Linked DNA regions of Mus musculus: region 2 is linked to region 1. Evidence: chromatin contacts called from public Micro-C data. All regions are on one chromosome and are shown on one strand. Each heading gives the region's core, a stretch centred on a gene start, on an enhancer-like site or on the middle of the called end of the contact. The rest is flanking DNA. Distances are from core to core; before and after follow the strand shown. Region 1 overlaps Satb1 (special AT-rich sequence binding protein 1). Region 2 has its middle 34 kb from the start of Gm19585.

Region 1 (3,776 bases), core at 667-3,166:
ATTATCTGGGAAAAATGGTGTTATTTATTGAAAGTGTGGTTGTGTTTTTTTTTTTTTTTTTTTATTTTAAACCTTCTCTTAACATTATTGTCTTCATTTGTACTTATCAAATGGCTAGCTGTTTTCAATGCCTTTTTGTTTGTTTGAGTCTCATAACATAAATGAGGTGCTCTAGACCTCAGAGATCTGTCTGCCTCTCCCTCCCTAGTGCTGGAATTATAGGCGAGCTCCATATGTGTAGCTCTTCATGGCTTGCTTGGGTTTTTTGTTGTTTTTATTTTTGTTTTTGTTTTAATATTTTTTATTATTATGTATTTTCTTCAATTACATTTAGAATGCTATCCCAAAAGTCCCCCATACCCTCCCCCCCACTTCCCTACCTACCCATTCCTATTTTTTGGCCCTGGCATTCCCCTGTACTGGGGCATATAAAGTTTGTGTGTCCGATGGGCCTCTCTTTCCAGTGATGGCCGACTAGGCCATCTTTTGATACATACGCAGCTAGAGTCCAGAGCTCCGGGGTACTGGTTAGTTCATAATGTTGTTGCACCTACAGGGTTGCAGATCCCTTTAGCTCCTTGGATACTTTCTCTAGCTCCTCCATTGGGGGCCCTGTGCTCCATCCAATAGCTGACTGTGAGCATCTACTTATGTTTTTGTTTTTTTTAAGCAAGAGAAAAATAACACATAGACATTTTCTTGTTTTCTTTTTTCTTTCTTTTCTTTTGGGGGAATGGAACTCTTAAAATGTTAATTAGTACAAAATGTGTATAGTTAGATATTTTCTGGTAACTTGAAAGTCTCAATTCAAGCTTTACTAGATAAAGGCCACAATCAACCCTGAAGATCTGATGCAACCTCTTGTAACAGTTGCTTCCTAAGTGTGACCCCTGAGGCCTCCTAACTCACCAGCAGCTGTAATCTATACATTGAGCATGAAAATATAAAAAATTGGTTTTCCTACTTGACTGTGCCTGGCTGCCCTGAGGAGTGTTAGTGAGGTGCAGGTGCTGACGGGGGAGGTCAGAGATAGGGCTCGGAACTGGATATCTCGAAAGCTTCCAGGCAATGTCCATGGCTCCGGGGCCTGGCCTGTGCTTTGAAGAGCAAACATGTGGAGTCCAGCCACCGTGCTGCAATGGTAGAAACTTGTATACATTTCAATCATGACATCACCTTCTTGGACTTGGACTGATTCAGATTGGTGCACATTTGTGAGCACTAGGAGGCGTGGACGGAGATTGTCAGAGGGTGCAAGAGCAGATAGTGTGTGGGGGCTGCTGCTTGTGACTTAAATAAGCATTTGATGGTGGACTTAATGAATTCTAAGAAGCTTAAGCTTTGCTCCCAGTTGACTTAGAAACCTAAAAGGCAGGCAGGCACTGTTTCCACGGCTGAAGTTGCGGGCTCCCCACGTGTGCCATGGTGTGTTATCACACATATTCTCCCCTTTCCACACAGAGCATGATCTCCTCCATTGTGAACAGCACGTACTATGCAAATGTCTCAGCAGCAAAATGTCAAGAATTTGGAAGGTGGTACAAACATTTCAAGAAGACAAAGGATATGATGGGTAAGCAAAAAAAAAAAAAAAAAAAAAAAAAAGAAAGAAAGAAAGAAAGAAAGAAAGAAAAAAAGAAAGAAGAGAGAGAAAAGAAAAAAAAAGCCCATCCTTTTGCAGTGGCAACATACCATTGCATGTCATTTGGGGGTTTATCAAAGTCACATCGAAAGCCAGATCTTTTGATTGCCCAATTAGAGATCAATTTAGAATGTTTCTTTGGGGGTGGGGGAGTGGGTATGAGTATAATGAGATAATTAAATTCAATAAATGTTTGTGTTTAAATCAGCTACACCGACTCGGTTGTCAGACATGCAGGAAATCGAGGCGTGAGGAGAGCTGTCATTTCGTAACATCTCAGTGAAGACCTAACCAGGCCTTGAATAACTAATACCGGCTGTGACTTCTCACAGAGATAATCATGCTTAGGGACTTTTGCTTTTGTTTGCAAAAAAGAGGAAGAGCCCGTTTTCACAGCAGCTTTCAAACAATATTTAACTGCCTTTGACTCGCTAGAGACAGTTTGGTTCCACCATTGAGATGGAGTGGTTTTTATAGCTCCAGCTCCCGTAGGTAGGAGCTTGCTTGCCTTCCTACCTGGAATAGAACCAGCACTTTTCATTTCTGAACTTCCAATTCTAGTCTAGCACCCTCTCTGCACACACAGCATTAGGTCAACATTGTTAGGCAGCATCAAGATGAGCCGAGGTATAAAACGATGGGTCACAGTTGTGTGCTATGGCGGAGCATTTGGAGTCTGGCATGTTCTCTGTTGTGGATCTGTTAGAGCTCACAGGAGCACACACTATGGTTAAGGGTAATATACCTTCCTCTTTCATACACTTCTAGATACTACATCTTAAAATCAAACAGGAATGGGGTGCCTCATATACAAAGTGTTATGCCCTATTGTAAATCTTTATCACTGTTACATTCACTTAATAGTAGCAATAATAACTTTTCCTGAAGACTTAGAGATAAGAATTTTGAGCATGTTTTAGCTTTTAATATTTGAAGAAAAGCCATCCATCTACCAAAACGGATTCTTTGCCTTTTATAGCTTAGGGCCGTAATGAAGACAATACATCAATTTTTGGAATAATTGCTTGAATTACTGTTCCATGCGAATGGCCCACTTGGGCTGATGTCACTGGTAGAAACTAAGGGTTTCTTTCCATTCTTAGTTATATTTTGCATATAACATTGAGTATAGCAGTATGACCAGTTCCTCTGATTATAAAATCTGCATCTTTAATGAGAAGAGAAACGATGATTAAAAGCCAAATAGAGCTTATCTATGGAAAGTGTGGACATCTGAAAAGGTTTACCTATTTATATTACACTCTGGTCTCAGCCTCCCTCTAGTCTATTCTGTGTAGCAGCAAAAGCGTTTGACACACTTAGAGCTGACTCTCAGCCAATCCACACAAGTGTTCTAGCCAGGGGAGAAGCATTCATCCCGGGTAGGTGAGAATAAATTGCAGAATCGTGACAGTGCCACCATTGTACCAGAACAGCTCTTTGCCCTTCCTAAGCATCTGCGAGAGATGCTAAGAACCACAGCTTCTATGAAAAGCACTCAAGCTTCAGCCACACTGGGTGTGCTGGCTTGCTCTACTCGAGTATGTGTTTGCTTGGTCCCTACAAGTATTTGCTGATATCCTTAGTGCCTGTGATTGCCTTAAATGAGCAGGCCACCTATAATGCCAAGCACGGCAGCCAGCTCTTCCGCCCATCTCATTACACCCTATCAGATAGCCTGCTTCCTCCTTTTGTCTGGATTGCTAGAGTTAACATAATAAGGAAGAACTTGTAATTTTCTCACTAGTTTTTTTTTTTGTAATCATAGTTTATTTGCTTTTAGTTTAGCTCATGGTTTCTAGTTGCCATTCAGCAAGCAGTATATTTAAGGCCAGCTTAAAAGAAGCAACCATTGCTTTTGAGCCCTCTCTTGCTTAGAACTGAAAACCAGTAATAGTTTGACCCTAAAGCAAACATAAAAAAACAAAAAGTGTGTAGACAGTAGCTTTTATGCCTTAAATCAGTGGTTTTCAACCTTCCTAATGGTGAGACCCTTTAACACAGTTACTCAGGACATGGTGACCCCAACCATAAAATTATTCCTGTTGCTACTTCATAACTGTAAATTTACAGTGTTATGAATTCCAATGTAAGTATTTTTGGAGACAGAGGTTTGCCGGAGGAGTCTCGACCC
Region 2 (3,776 bases), core at 803-3,302, 400 kb before region 1:
TTTTCCTTATGCTTCAACTTCTCTCTCTCTGACCTTGGAAAGCTGCAGTGTCCCTCACTTTGGTCCTGGCACTCACGTGTTTCCTTAAGGTTTCATTTGGAGAGTCTGACAACAAGTTCTGGGCCATTCATGTTATCTATAACTAGATTCGTGACACCCACAGCACTTTGCAGCACTTCATTGACTGGAAAAGCTATCTTGACTTTTAGGTGGAAAATGGAGCCTTGGGCAAACTACTGCCCACTTACAAAAGCCTACCACTCTTCTGCAGTGGAGAGCAGTCAGCTCAGAACTCACAACTGCTCCTTACAGAGAGGAAGCATATATGAAGTCCTCGGCTACAAATTGGACATCAATATCACACTTCTCCAGCAAGGCTCAGGCACAGTTTTCAAAGAGAAATAAGAAATATCCTAAGAGCCAGGGTTTTTTTGGAGAAAACTAGATCAAAACAGTGTCTTCTGGACATGATAAGACCATTGTACTCATGAGCTCACAGAAGCTGTGGTCACCTCAGCAAGATCTGCACAAGATCAAGCTAGGCAGCATCCCAAGATAGGGGTAGGTCAGAGGATATGAGTCCCCAGCCTCTGCTGTGGAGATATTAACAGGTGATAGTTGCTAGGAGTCAAGAGTCAATTTTCTTCTAGGCTATAGATGCTGGTCAGTCAATACCACATTCCAGTGGGTGGTCCCATATCTGTGCAAATACAGGCAGCATGAACTGTATTCTGAGGCTTATGACAAATAATAACAGCAAAAAACAGAAGAATGAAGTTAGGGGGAGGAGAGTGGTCAGGGGTAGGGCTGATTAAAATATATTATGTGCATGCATAAATCTTTGAAAGAATTAATCAAAATACTATATTTAAATTTAAAATTAATTCTGCCCCTCCCAGCTCTCTCTACCCAAGTGTTTGCTAAGGTGCCACATCCTGTACATGGACTTGGTTTTTCTCCTTCTTTCTACCATGCATGTAATCAACAAGCAAATGTACACCATGTTTTCAAATATCTACAATCACATCTTAGTGCTTTTACTGTTACTAATCCAGTCCAGTTTTCTCTCACCTTGGTCATCTCCCAACTCACCTACATCTCTGTGTTTGTCTCATGTGCTATCTTCCCAGTTCAGCAATTAGAATGGCACAGAATGAGTCTAAACTGTCCACCTTCTTCTCTAAAGCCTCTGATGGAAGCATTTATTACTTAGGACTGAGCACATTTAGCTTATGGAGATCCTCCTCTATCTCTGTCTCATTTCCTGTCTTTCAGCCTCTCTCTGTCTCTGTCTCTGTCTCTGTCTCTCTTTCTCCCTCTCCCTCTCCCTCCCTCTCTCTCTCTCTCTCTCTCTCTCTCTGTCTCTCTGTCTTTCTACTCTCTGCTCTGATGTCTTCACTTCATAGCTGATAATGGTACCACTTTGGTTTCTAATTTTAACTGTCACCATTTGGTGAGAACCTTTTCTGCTTTGTAAGCCATTTATTATGCAATGCCTTCTTTGTAAACTAAAATACTCACAACAAAAACCTTTTTCAAATTCTTTTGATATATAATTACCAAGTACAGTTAATGAGATAATACAAACAAATTGTAGATAATTCTTTCCTCTTCCAAATATCTTGTGGAATCACCTTACTTGGCGTTATACTTTTCTTTCTTCGTGTCTCTTGGTGGCTGGTTGACTAGAGGAAGCAATATCCTTTGCGGTAACCCTGCAGATTATTTTCAAACACAGGCTTTTAAAAACAATTTTAATCTAATCAAAATGTAGTGATAGCCTGGAATTAAAATATGCAAGGAGAGGGTTTCCTAATGCTTTATTTCAGTGGGATGTGAAGTTAGAATTGTTAAGAAATGCAGAATGCTAATTAAGCAGAGTTTGCAAGCTGGGGATGAGAGGAAATAACCTGATGTGAACTCGACATCAACTTTCCTCATTAAAAGTTCACAGAAGCCAATGACCAGATGGCACAGGCTGTAAGGTCATGACCGTGAGGAGTCCTAAGGGGTTGCTCCCTTTAGTCATTCCATCAACCAGCAGGGGGAGACACAGAATGCTTCTTGCTACTCCAGAAACAACTCCCTGAACATGGGGACTTCATCAGGACTCTGTCCCTAACAGGTAGAACAAGTTGGTCCAGGCTGACTAAGCACTGCCCTCTAAATGCTTTTGGTTTCCTGGTTAGAGTTGAGTTTGCATTCAAGTGACTCCTTCGAAGGAAGAACTTGAGTGTATTTGATGGTTTACTTATACTAAATTATAGCATATATAGGTTCATACAAATTTACGTATCACATTCACATAAATACACTTAGTCTATGGTTGTAAAATATTTGTGGCTATGATTGGAATCCATCCAATTAAAAATTTGATTTTTTTCTATCTACTAATATTCACATGTAATTAGTCATAGCCCAAGAGTCAACTCTGTGGGAGATGACAAACAGAAATTTTTATAGGCCTGGAAGCAAAGTGTATTGAATATTTTAAATGTCTATGGTAATAAGGTAACCAGAGGATCTAAGCTTTGTGTTCAATCCCTCAAGAACCAGATAACTTTGCTTTCGTTTACTCAGCCATTCAATTTTGCACTTGCCCAAGATCTCTACCCCATGGCAGCTCCTCAACTAAGTAATAGAAACAATGGAATATCATGATATCTTGTATGTTGGCAAATGGATATTTAACAATGAGGCAGTCTCCTCCAAAAAGCACAACAAATATGAATGAGGTGATAATGTCCCTCAGATGGAGGAATAATTAACTTTGTCTGAAGTAGGCTTGTAGAGAGGGATAATGCCCAAGTGTGGCTTTAAGGACTAACCAAAAAGACTGAGAGACAAGATTGTAAAACAGATCATGAGAACAATATAACTGAGTGAGTCTCCTACATTTGAATTTCAAAAAGGAATCACATATGAGAGAGGCAAGGGGTGTGTGGATTGGGCATAGTAGAGACTAGCAGCCCAAGAATGGAGCAGACTCAGAATAAATCAAGAAAACTTGGCTCTAGTCAAGCAAGCAGCTGTTCAAAGTCAGATCGTTTTTCAGACTCCTCAGTGGGCACACCTGCTGAGAGATGCATCCTAAAGAAAACTGAAGGACCATGGGAACAAATCTAAACCCTAAACATCACAATGGGCATAACATATGGCCTCTTCCTTCAGGAAGGTTACCTCCAACATACTCACAGAAGAGGTTGAGCTGTGAAGTACTAGGTGGCATGGATTCTCAAAAAGTAAATGGTGCATTTAAGGACAATTTCAACTTTAAATTTATTTTTCCTACTCAACAATAATATTTCCTTCCCCAGGCTTTAATTCTAAATATTAAATATTGCACCATGGAAAGCCCTCCAAAAGACTTTCTTGACAAGCAATCTCTGAGACTTTCACATAGCTACAAAGGCAAAATAACTCCAAACAAATCCCTGGTTTCCTTTCCTCATTTGATTTCCTTGAGTAATGATTTTATTTAATGTTACAAACATTTCAGTAAGTCTTTGAGAATTCCATACAATATATTTTGATCATATCCATGACCTACTCTTCCACCAACTCATTCCAAATTGACCCACCTCACTATCTCACCTCCAACTGTGTGTGCATGTGCGTGTGCGTGTGAGTGTGTGTGTGTGTGTGTGTGTGTGTGTGTGTGTGTGTGTGTGTTTGCTTAAATAGCCCTTCAAGTCCAATTTGTATCCCTCATATATTCCTAGTTGTGGGGTCATTCACTGGAGCATGGTTGACCTGCTAGGGACTATCATCCTTAA

The links. A called contact is a pair of places that touch in the nucleus more often than the background predicts.
Region 2: a Micro-C map of B cells shows a contact between it and region 1, with 8 times the contacts expected there. The contact joins two enhancer-like sites. A contact is called at or near these places in 1 of 15 datasets of contacts at CTCF or cohesin (pro-B cells), 7 of 484 Hi-C or Micro-C datasets (B cells, CD8 T cells, the HPC-7 cell line and 3 more) and 1 of 115 datasets of contacts at active chromatin or transcription factors (memory CD8 T cells).

The regions. Positions count from the first base shown.
Region 1 is chr17:51,783,326-51,787,101 of GRCm38.p6, reverse strand. It overlaps Satb1 (special AT-rich sequence binding protein 1), which reads left to right. Exons shown (of 11, transcript NM_009122.2): 6 at 1,462-1,573. Among named protein-coding and RNA genes, the nearest start is that of Satb1, 47 kb to the left of the region's middle. Within about 2 kb of position 1,916, at least 18 of the 459 cell types and tissues checked have an H3K27ac peak or open chromatin away from gene starts, as enhancers often do. A contact at or near this core is called in B cells, where this site is marked.
Region 2 is chr17:52,181,202-52,184,977 of GRCm38.p6, reverse strand. No RefSeq gene overlaps it. Among named protein-coding and RNA genes, the nearest start is that of Gm19585, 34 kb to the right of the region's middle. Within about 2 kb of position 2,052, at least 20 of the 459 cell types and tissues checked have an H3K27ac peak or open chromatin away from gene starts, as enhancers often do. A contact at or near this core is called in B cells, where this site is marked.